Regions from separate parts of the Mus musculus genome. Here regions 1 and 3 are each linked to region 2. The links are chromatin contacts, called in public Hi-C maps. All regions are on one chromosome and are shown on one strand. The core of a region is the stretch at or near the end of the contact, and the rest is flanking DNA. Distances in the headings are between cores, read along the strand shown. Region 1 holds the start of Tbk1 (TANK-binding kinase 1). Region 2 holds the start of Tspan31 (tetraspanin 31). Region 3 holds the start of Cpsf6 (cleavage and polyadenylation specific factor 6).

Region 1 (2,700 bases), core at 100-2,599, 5.5 Mb after region 2:
ACACCACTTAACACCAGTAACCGATTTTAGGACCTTGAGCAAGTTAAATAACTTCTTCCTGCCTTGGTTTCCCCGTCAGAAATGGGGAACAGTGGTAGCTACCTCATAACTTGTAAAGAATCCAATGAATTAAAACACAGGTCTCAGTATTAGCTTGTATTACTGTACTATCGAGTCCATACACGGCTCTCTAAAGCCCTACAGAGGGTTCATGTGTTTAGACCTGAGAAATCAGGACATGGAAATCAGAGCATATACATAAGGAACTTAATTTTAATGTAATCATGTCTAATGATCCTCATCTTCATTCCTTGAGATTACCCAAGTACCGTCATGACCAAGAAGCCTTTCCGTCATTGAGTACCTGATTTTTAAAAGCAAGCACCCAAATAATTCTCTCTAGGGAATCTCATTTGTTACAGGTGAGAAGACAGAGGGTTTTATGGTGCCTGAGTTAGTCCTGTGCCTAACCAGTGGAGTTTCCGTCTCTGTGCTTGCTAATAGTTTCACAAGTGGCTTGACTTTTTTAGAAGTATTATGTGGTATTTTACTGTGTATCACTTCTGTGGTAAACATGTGAAGTCCTTTGGCTTAGTCATACTTCATAACTTTTGAACGTTGGGTTTTTTGTTGGAAGAAACTTGGATGAATCTGTCATGTCATTAACAGAACTGAAATATTCTATTGTAAGACGTGCATTTGCGGTTAGAATGGTCTTGTTGCCTAAACTGTCTAAAATTCTAATAAAATAACTTTCTAAGAAGTCATTGGAGTGGGCCTTTTAAAATCTCCATTTTGAGTTTGATGAAAACGGATTAGAAGTGGGCAGAGATTCAGCTTCAGCCCCCTGTTTCAGTCAACGCCTCTGCCAGCCCTTAACCACTCCCGGCTCCCGTCCTCGGAGATCTGCTCGCCCTCGGTCTGGAGGGTGCCTTAGGTAGAAAGAGGAATTTGGTGCATCGTGCTTCCTTGGAAGCAAATCCTTGTAAGGAATGCCTGCTTGAGCAGGACCTGATCATACAGCAGTTTACCTCTTAAGTTGTCAAGTTCAAGTCTCCAGTGTTACCATTTTCAAAAACAGAAACTGAAAGCGACTTAAAGAGTACTGATGGCATGAACGGATACTTGCTTCACGCAGCAGCCAAGCGACGTTGAAACACAAACCCGCCCCATCTACTCTGCGAAAGCGATCGGCGGCCAGCCCGCTGTCCACGGGTGGCCGTGGGCGTCACCTCCTTGCCGCACGCCGGCCGCCCCGCACTCCCTTAGCTCCTCCCGCCCGCACTGGAGACTGCAGCCCAGCGAGCTCGGCCGCCGCGGAGTACGCACGCGCAGGCGCGCCCCGCACTCGGTCACGTGCTCCGTGGCCCGGGCTGGCGAAGCCGGAAGTAGCCTGGGGCGCGAGAAGGCCCGGGAGCCGCGGGCTGTACGCGGCGGACACTCGCGGGGTAAGAGGGGCGGGCGGAGGCCGGTGGGGGCGGACGGGGCCGGAGGGGCCGGGCGGGGGCGCGCCCAGGGGTCGGGGAGGCGGCGTGCTGAGTCAGCGCGGGGCCGCGGCCCCGGGAGCCCCGCAGCCTCGCGCTCGCCCGGGATGGGCCCTGGCGGCCGCCCGGGCACCGGGGCTGCCCTGGCCGGAGTTGACTCGCCGCTCCCACCCTTGGTCCAGCTGCCGCCGCCGGCAGTTTTTAGACGGACTGGCGTTCCCGAGGGTTGACTCACCCGAGGATACCGGCACCAGACGTTTTTAATGTACACAGCGAAATGCAAACCCCCCTGTCTTCTCGTTCCTCCCCGACCTGCTGGATTTATTTCCCGGATCCATTCCCCTGGTGTTTTCTGTCAGGCGTCCCAAGACGGATTCTCCCCCGAGAACTGTCAAAACCCGACCTTTCCCATTCCGGGACCTCTGCTATCTACGGAGTAAATGGGTGACATAGAGGGAGAGTTGGGAAATCCTGGAACTTTTGTCCCTACACCATGTCACCAGACCTGTTTTATCCTCGGTAACTTTCGCTTTAAGCAATCAAAGGAAGTAGACTGCCTACAGAATCACAGATAACTTACTTGTTGAATGCCAGATAATACACTTGTCAGGATTTGGGGAGATTTACATAGCAAGCATCCGTTGGGTGTGCTGAGTCATGTTTTAGTCCCGAGGGGGTTCCTGGAAAAGTTTCAGACCATTACTATTGCGGACCCATCTTTTTATATTGGTATAGAGAGAGAGCTTATCTTATATATCTTAGCTGATAAATATGTTTTCAGCTACCCACTAGAGACATATGCGCACTTGGTGATGAATCTGTCCTTTACAGTTATTTAACAGCAGTGCAGCATCAATTAGGGAAGGTTTCCCGTTACATATTTGGGTTTATCGCCCCTTGAATGGAGCGTACGTAGTTAAGTGGTAAGTGCATTTGTTGTTTTCGAAAAGGGTTCCTTTTTTGCTTACTTCAAATAGACAGATGGCTGTACAATTTCTTATCTAAATTACATAGGTGATAAAATTCTAAGTATAAGTACTGTGTAAGAGATTGTCGAACCTTGGACTCTTGGGCATTTCCCAGGACCCTAACTTGGAAGATCAGAGTTCTAGCTTACTGGAAATGGACTTGCTATCTGACCTCACAACAGTCTTAAAGGAGTCTGATCTGTCTGGTGTTGGTGCCATCTATTCGGTTGCATGGCCTTCTTGTGTTA
Region 2 (2,700 bases), core at 201-2,700:
TCCACATGACCATCTTGAATTTGTTAAAGAAGTATTGCTAGGTGTGTTGCATGGCCGTCTTTCCCTCTTTGACAGATGAAGAAGATATAGGGGATTTAAGTACCTGGCCGGTGCAGATGGTGAGCCAGAAAGTTCAAACCCATGCAGTTTGACTGCAGCACGGATAGACTGTTGGCAGTCACAGGGTGTGAGCACACGTGGGCTCGAATCACTGTGTGGAGCTGATGGGAGCATTCTCTGGCTTCATTCCTACCACAGCTGCTTCTTTGCCCAGGAGGAAGAGAAAGGTAGTGTCGTTTGTCACTCCACTAAAAGGGCACTGTATCCAAACGCTTATGCAATAACGTTATCGACCAGCCACCCACTGGAGTGAAAGTATTGAGCCTCCGGGCTGGAGAGATGATGGCTCAGTGATTAGGAGCACTGGCTGTTCTTCCAGAGGACCTGGGTTCAATTCCCAGCAACCACATGGCAGCTTACAACTGTTTGCAACTACATTTCCTGGGGTACACTACATTTCCTGGGATACGACATCCTCACACAGACATACATGCAGGCAAACCCGCCAATGCACATAAAATAAAAATAAAAATTTAAAAAGAGACAGTATGGAGGCTCTTATTTATTCATATTCCAGACTCGCCCCCACTTTGCGTCATGTGCCAAGCCTGATCCAGCACGTTTGTGTTCTAAAGATGTAGAGCACACCAGCGTCTGTGCCTGTGGTTTTGTCACGAACAGGAATGCGCCGGCCTCAAGTCACTGTTTCCACCTGAATTTCTGGCGTGTCCACACTGCAGGGAAAGGGATGCAGAACGGAACGTGAGTACTAGCAAACACAGTTAACAAATGCGTGAGGATTTGCCCGCTAATGCTACGCCCGACTTGGATCCTCTCTAGCTGGGCTTCATAGTGCATTTGGCTCCTCGTGCTGTTCCAGAGTATGACTGTTCCAGAGTATAACAGTGAAACGATGGCACCAACGTGAGATCATCGGGAAACACGGGAAATCGGCGGAAAAGGGTTACCTTTAGAGGTGCAGAGCCCCTTCCTCTCACCTCTACGAAACCCCTTTTTTCTGTTCACCTGAGTCTCCTGAGTATCTCCTCGGGTTCCTAGTCTCGAAATTCCGTACTCAGGAATCCAAGATTTTTTTTTTTTTTTTTTAGTTAGCTTCTGGTCTCTAAGACACTGTCTAGAAACCCTGGCCTCGGTTTCTTTCTTTCTTTCGCCTTCCTCTTCTTCTTCTTCTTTTTTTTTTTTTTTTAAGTTTCCTCCAATGAAGAAACTAAGGGCAAGACTGGGAGGCAGGCTGGTGACGTAATGCAGATTGATTGGCATTGAAGTCCTGGATGTCTTGGATTAGCCACGAGTTTCACCAATCCAGAAGCAGGGGTGGGACGGTGCAGGCGCAGAGAATTGGTTTGGGTGGCTTGGATTTAAAGCGATAGACGCGGTTGGGAGTCCTACAAGACGGTCCTCGATACCCTCCCCACAAGTCTTGGGACCATTTGGGTCCCCAGATCTGGGGAGATGGTTTGCGGCGGATTTGCCTGTTCCAGGAATGCGCTGTGCGCTCTCAACGTGGTTTATATGGTGAGGTTTTGGAAATGGATAAATCTCCGGGGCGGAAAGAATGGGGGAGTTTCTAGGGGACTTCCGGCGTGGAGAGGGGTGTACTGGGGGTTCTGGGAAGCTTCCCAGAAACTTCCGGCGAAGAGGGAATTCCTGGGTACTTCCGTGGAAGAGGATAGATAGACTTCCGGTGATGAGGGGGCTTGTTTGGTGGTGGGCAGGGGTGGATTGGAGACTGAGGGCCTATAGTTCCAGTCTTCACTTTCTGCTCCAGTTTCTTCCCAAACTAGAGTTACTAGACAACGCCAAGGCTTCCATTTGTGTGTTAGGTACCTACTTACCCTGCCCTACTCTCTCTCAGTCATTCCCAGTTGCTTGGGAAGTGCGCTTAGAGATGAACAGTACTGACTGCACACCTCAAGCGCTTAGCTTGTCAAGTCCACGTCCCCTTGTAATATAGCCTTGGGCTGTGCTGCATTGCTAGAAATCTTTGGCGATGACCGGGTCTCACTGTATAGCGAGCTAGCTAGCACAGACTAACCTGGAACTTCGCTGTGCTGCGGTTGCAGGTATGAGCCACCACATCAGGCTGAATAAAGTGTATTCTTTCTATTTCTTGCAGCTTGTGGGCTTTTTGCTCATTGGCGTGGCTGCCTGGGGCAAGGGCCTCGGTGTGGTGTCTAGCATTCACATCATTGGAGGAGTCATTGCTGTGGGAGTCTTCCTTCTCCTCATCGCGGTGGCAGGACTGGTGGGCGCCGCGAACCACCATCAAGTGCTGCTCTTCTTTGTATCCTGGCCTTAGTGATTGGGGCCTGAGCGGGCTTTTCCTGGGAAGGGGACCAGGGGACCTCAAACACGTCTCTTTGTTCTTACTCTGTAACCCACACAAGTTGACGGTTTTCCCCCAACTTGATAAAAAGTGCAGTTTGTGAACAGAGAAGGGCCTTGAACTCTGCCCCCTTGCCTGCCACATCGCAGTTAGAATTACAGTGGTGAGATTTTAAAGACAGAAACTGGGCCTATGCTATGTAGTCCTAGCTTGGAGCTCACACTAGGCTGGCTACCACACAGCTTTGTCTGTCTGTCTCCCTGAATGAGGTATTTTAAATGGAAAACAGGTCT
Region 3 (2,700 bases), core at 11-2,510, 9.7 Mb after region 2:
AAGAAATGTTTATTCAGATTAAGAGATTAGTCTCTGTGACTGCAACCAAGATTTTACAGACATCTCAAGCATAGATGTTTCTTTAGGTTTTTGATGATTTCAGACCAGTCTGCATCTGGTATTTTTGTTATTATTATTATTTTGGTTATTGTTTTGCTTTTTTGTTAATTTGTTTGGCAGGGTGGGGCTGGAAGTGAGAGCAGTCAGAGGTGCTGAGTAGATCAGAGGACTACTTAAGAGGATTTGGTTCGGTTCTCTCTACGCTCCTTGAGAGCGCTGTGGGAACTGAATTTATATCAAGCACACAGGCAGCTGAGTGACCTGGTGAGTTTTTGAACGGGAAGGAAAGAAATAGGTGGAGCCGTTGGAAATGGAGAGAGATCTCTGAATCATATATCGGCGTCAAAAGGTGTGCACTTTTACGAGCCATGTAACCCCAGTTAAATAACTTATGCTCTACGAGTCCTTAGTTCTCTCATCTGTAAAACGGGATGTTTGGACCTCAAGCCACCGTTTTAATTTCCCTTCTAGCTCAGCATTCTGAATCCAGGAGTTCGTTGATTTAGGATACATCTGCTCTGTTGTACGTGCTCTAAAAATGAGGATAGAATCCTTTGAACGATGGCTGGAGAAAACCTACAACAGAGATAAAAAGGTAAAAGCAAGGGCAATGGGGGAGGAAGGGGGAAGAGGAGGATGTGAAGGAAGGAGCGGAAAAGATGCTTACAACTGCATAAAGATAAGAGATGCAAATATGCTATATGCAAATAACTCAAAAAATTCAGTTGTCTGAAGAAGCAAGAATAAGACATTGGCCAGGACATCATATCTCGCTTTTAATTGCGTACACATAACTCTCATCTCTCGAAACCTTGGAAGCAAAAAAAAAAAAAAAAAGTAGGAAAAAAATGAAAACGCAAATATATAAATATCTATCTCTCTCTATATAGATGTATATATATCTATATCTCTCACTAGATAGATCTCTCATCTATAGATATGTAGATAGATAAATAGTGCCAGAAGCAGTTTGAAAAGACAGTCTCTGAAAACAAGCGGGTTCCATGGCATGCGGTATGGCGGGGTAGCACAGGAAATCACGCCCCTGCCCCAGCCGCGGCTTAATCCTGCACACAAAGGAACGAGTTAGCGCCTCGGAACCGCCGCGGACCTTCGGCGGGGTCCCCCGTCACCAGCAGCGGGCCGCTGCGCCCTGGTCTCCGCCCCTCGGAAGTGACGTAGGGCGCCCCGCCCCCACCGCCAGATCCGCTGCTGCTGCCTCGGCGGGCCGACCTGCAGGAGGCGGCGGCGGCGGCGGCCGAGGCCGAGGGAAGATGGCGGACGGTGTGGACCACATAGACATTTACGCGGATGTGGGTGAAGAGTTCAACCAGGTACGTGAGGGTCCGGGCTCCGCCGCCGCCGCCGCCGCAGACTGTGCCGCGGCCCGGACGCCCGGCTGACCAGGGCCGCCGCGGGCCGCGAGCCGGCTTCGCTGCAGACCGTGCGCCCTTGGCGCCTCCGGGCCGCGCCGCCGTGCGCGACGGCCCCTCAGCCCTTGTTCTCGCGCGTCGTTTTGCGGGCCGCGGGGCTCTGGAGCGCGGGGCCCGGTCGCCCTGCAGCCGCCCGCCCGGTTCCTCCGGACGGTCTCCCGCTCCATTGTTGGCTCGGTGGCGGGCGCTTCCCGCCGAGCTAGGCCGCGTGTGCGGGGCGGGGAGAACGGGCCGCCGCGCCCCCTCCCCCGCGGCCGGCCAGAGGGGAAGCCCTGGCCCGGCCGCGCGCTCGCCCGCCGCCTCCATCCCGGCCCTGCCGCCTCGGGTTCCGATTCCTCCTCCCGCCGCTCCATTTTGTGTCTCTGTCCGCGCACGGTCGCCTCATGGAAGGCCGCGTTCACAGCCCTTTGTATCCCGCGCGCCCGCTCTCCCTGGGCTCCCGCTCGCCTTTGCGACGGGTTTCGGCGTGGCGCCCGGTTCCTTGCTCGCCGGTCCCCTTAAGGGAAGGCTGCTTAGGTTTGGTTCCATCCGCAACAAGTCATCTGACTTTTGGAGCCACCGATCGCATTTAAAAGTCGGTGCGTCGGCCCGCCTTGGTCATCGAGGGTTTGCAGTGCCTCCGAGGCCCAGTCCTTGGCCTTTGTGAAGCGAAATATCGGAGAGGATAAATGGCTTGCGCCAAAGACTTGGGAGCGCGGTGGCTGGACAGAACAAAAAAGATGGTGGTATCCTAGCTTAACAGACCGGAGAGACTGAAAGGGAGACCGGCCACTCGGAATCGGAATCCTGGGTAGCGTGCCTGACAAGTCGTTGTGAACGTGACTGTAGTTTGAAAGCGAAGTGTTTGCCCTGTGGGCTCGACTTCACGGTTTGAAAGGCTGGAGAAAGTGAGACGTGTAAGGTTTTCCGGTCTCACCCGCCTGGGATGCCTAGAACCAGCGTCTCATGATGAATAAATATCCTTGGAAGGGTCTGCTTGCCAGGGTTTGGATCGTCTAGCCTCTTACTGCCCTCTAAATATTTTTTTTTTTTTAGTGCATTTCCTATATTCACGGTTTTCAAATTTACACCCCACCATATTAAAAAATTCTAAGGTACGGATGAGAACCTGAATAAAATGCCATTGGTTTGTATGGCGTTTTCCCTCCATTGTTTATGACTAGGGATATAAGACTTGAACGAAACAGTGAAAACTCTTAAATCCTTA

Evidence for each region. A called contact is a pair of places that touch in the nucleus more often than the background predicts.
Region 1: a contact with region 2 is called in a Hi-C map of B cells, with 5 read pairs. The contact joins the promoter of Tbk1 here to the promoter of Tspan31 in region 2. A contact is called at or near these places in 1 of 39 promoter capture datasets (cranial neural crest) and 1 of 484 Hi-C or Micro-C datasets (B cells).
Region 3: a contact with region 2 is called in a Hi-C map of B cells, with 5 read pairs. The contact joins the promoter of Cpsf6 here to the promoter of Tspan31 in region 2. A contact is called at or near these places in 1 of 39 promoter capture datasets (cranial neural crest) and 1 of 484 Hi-C or Micro-C datasets (B cells).

Annotation. Positions count from the first base shown.
Region 1 is chr10:121,585,443-121,588,142 of GRCm38.p6, reverse strand. Tbk1 (TANK-binding kinase 1) reads left to right here and starts at 1,349. Exons shown (of 21, transcript NM_019786.4): 1 at 1,349-1,448. It overlaps Xpot (exportin, tRNA (nuclear export receptor for tRNAs)), which reads left to right. Exons shown (of 25, transcript NM_001081056.2): 25 at 1-763.
Region 2 is chr10:127,069,011-127,071,710 of GRCm38.p6, reverse strand. It overlaps Tspan31 (tetraspanin 31), which reads left to right and starts at 1,450. Exons shown (of 6, transcript NM_025982.4): 1 at 1,450-1,596; 2 at 2,198-2,365. The coding sequence starts at 1,534. It overlaps A730063M14Rik (RIKEN cDNA A730063M14 gene), which reads right to left and starts at 1,230. Exons shown (of 2, transcript NR_040660.1): 1 at 1,087-1,230; 2 at 610-794.
Region 3 is chr10:117,375,533-117,378,232 of GRCm38.p6, reverse strand. It overlaps Cpsf6 (cleavage and polyadenylation specific factor 6), which reads left to right and starts at 1,260. Exons shown (of 10, transcript NM_001013391.2): 1 at 1,260-1,394. The coding sequence starts at 1,335.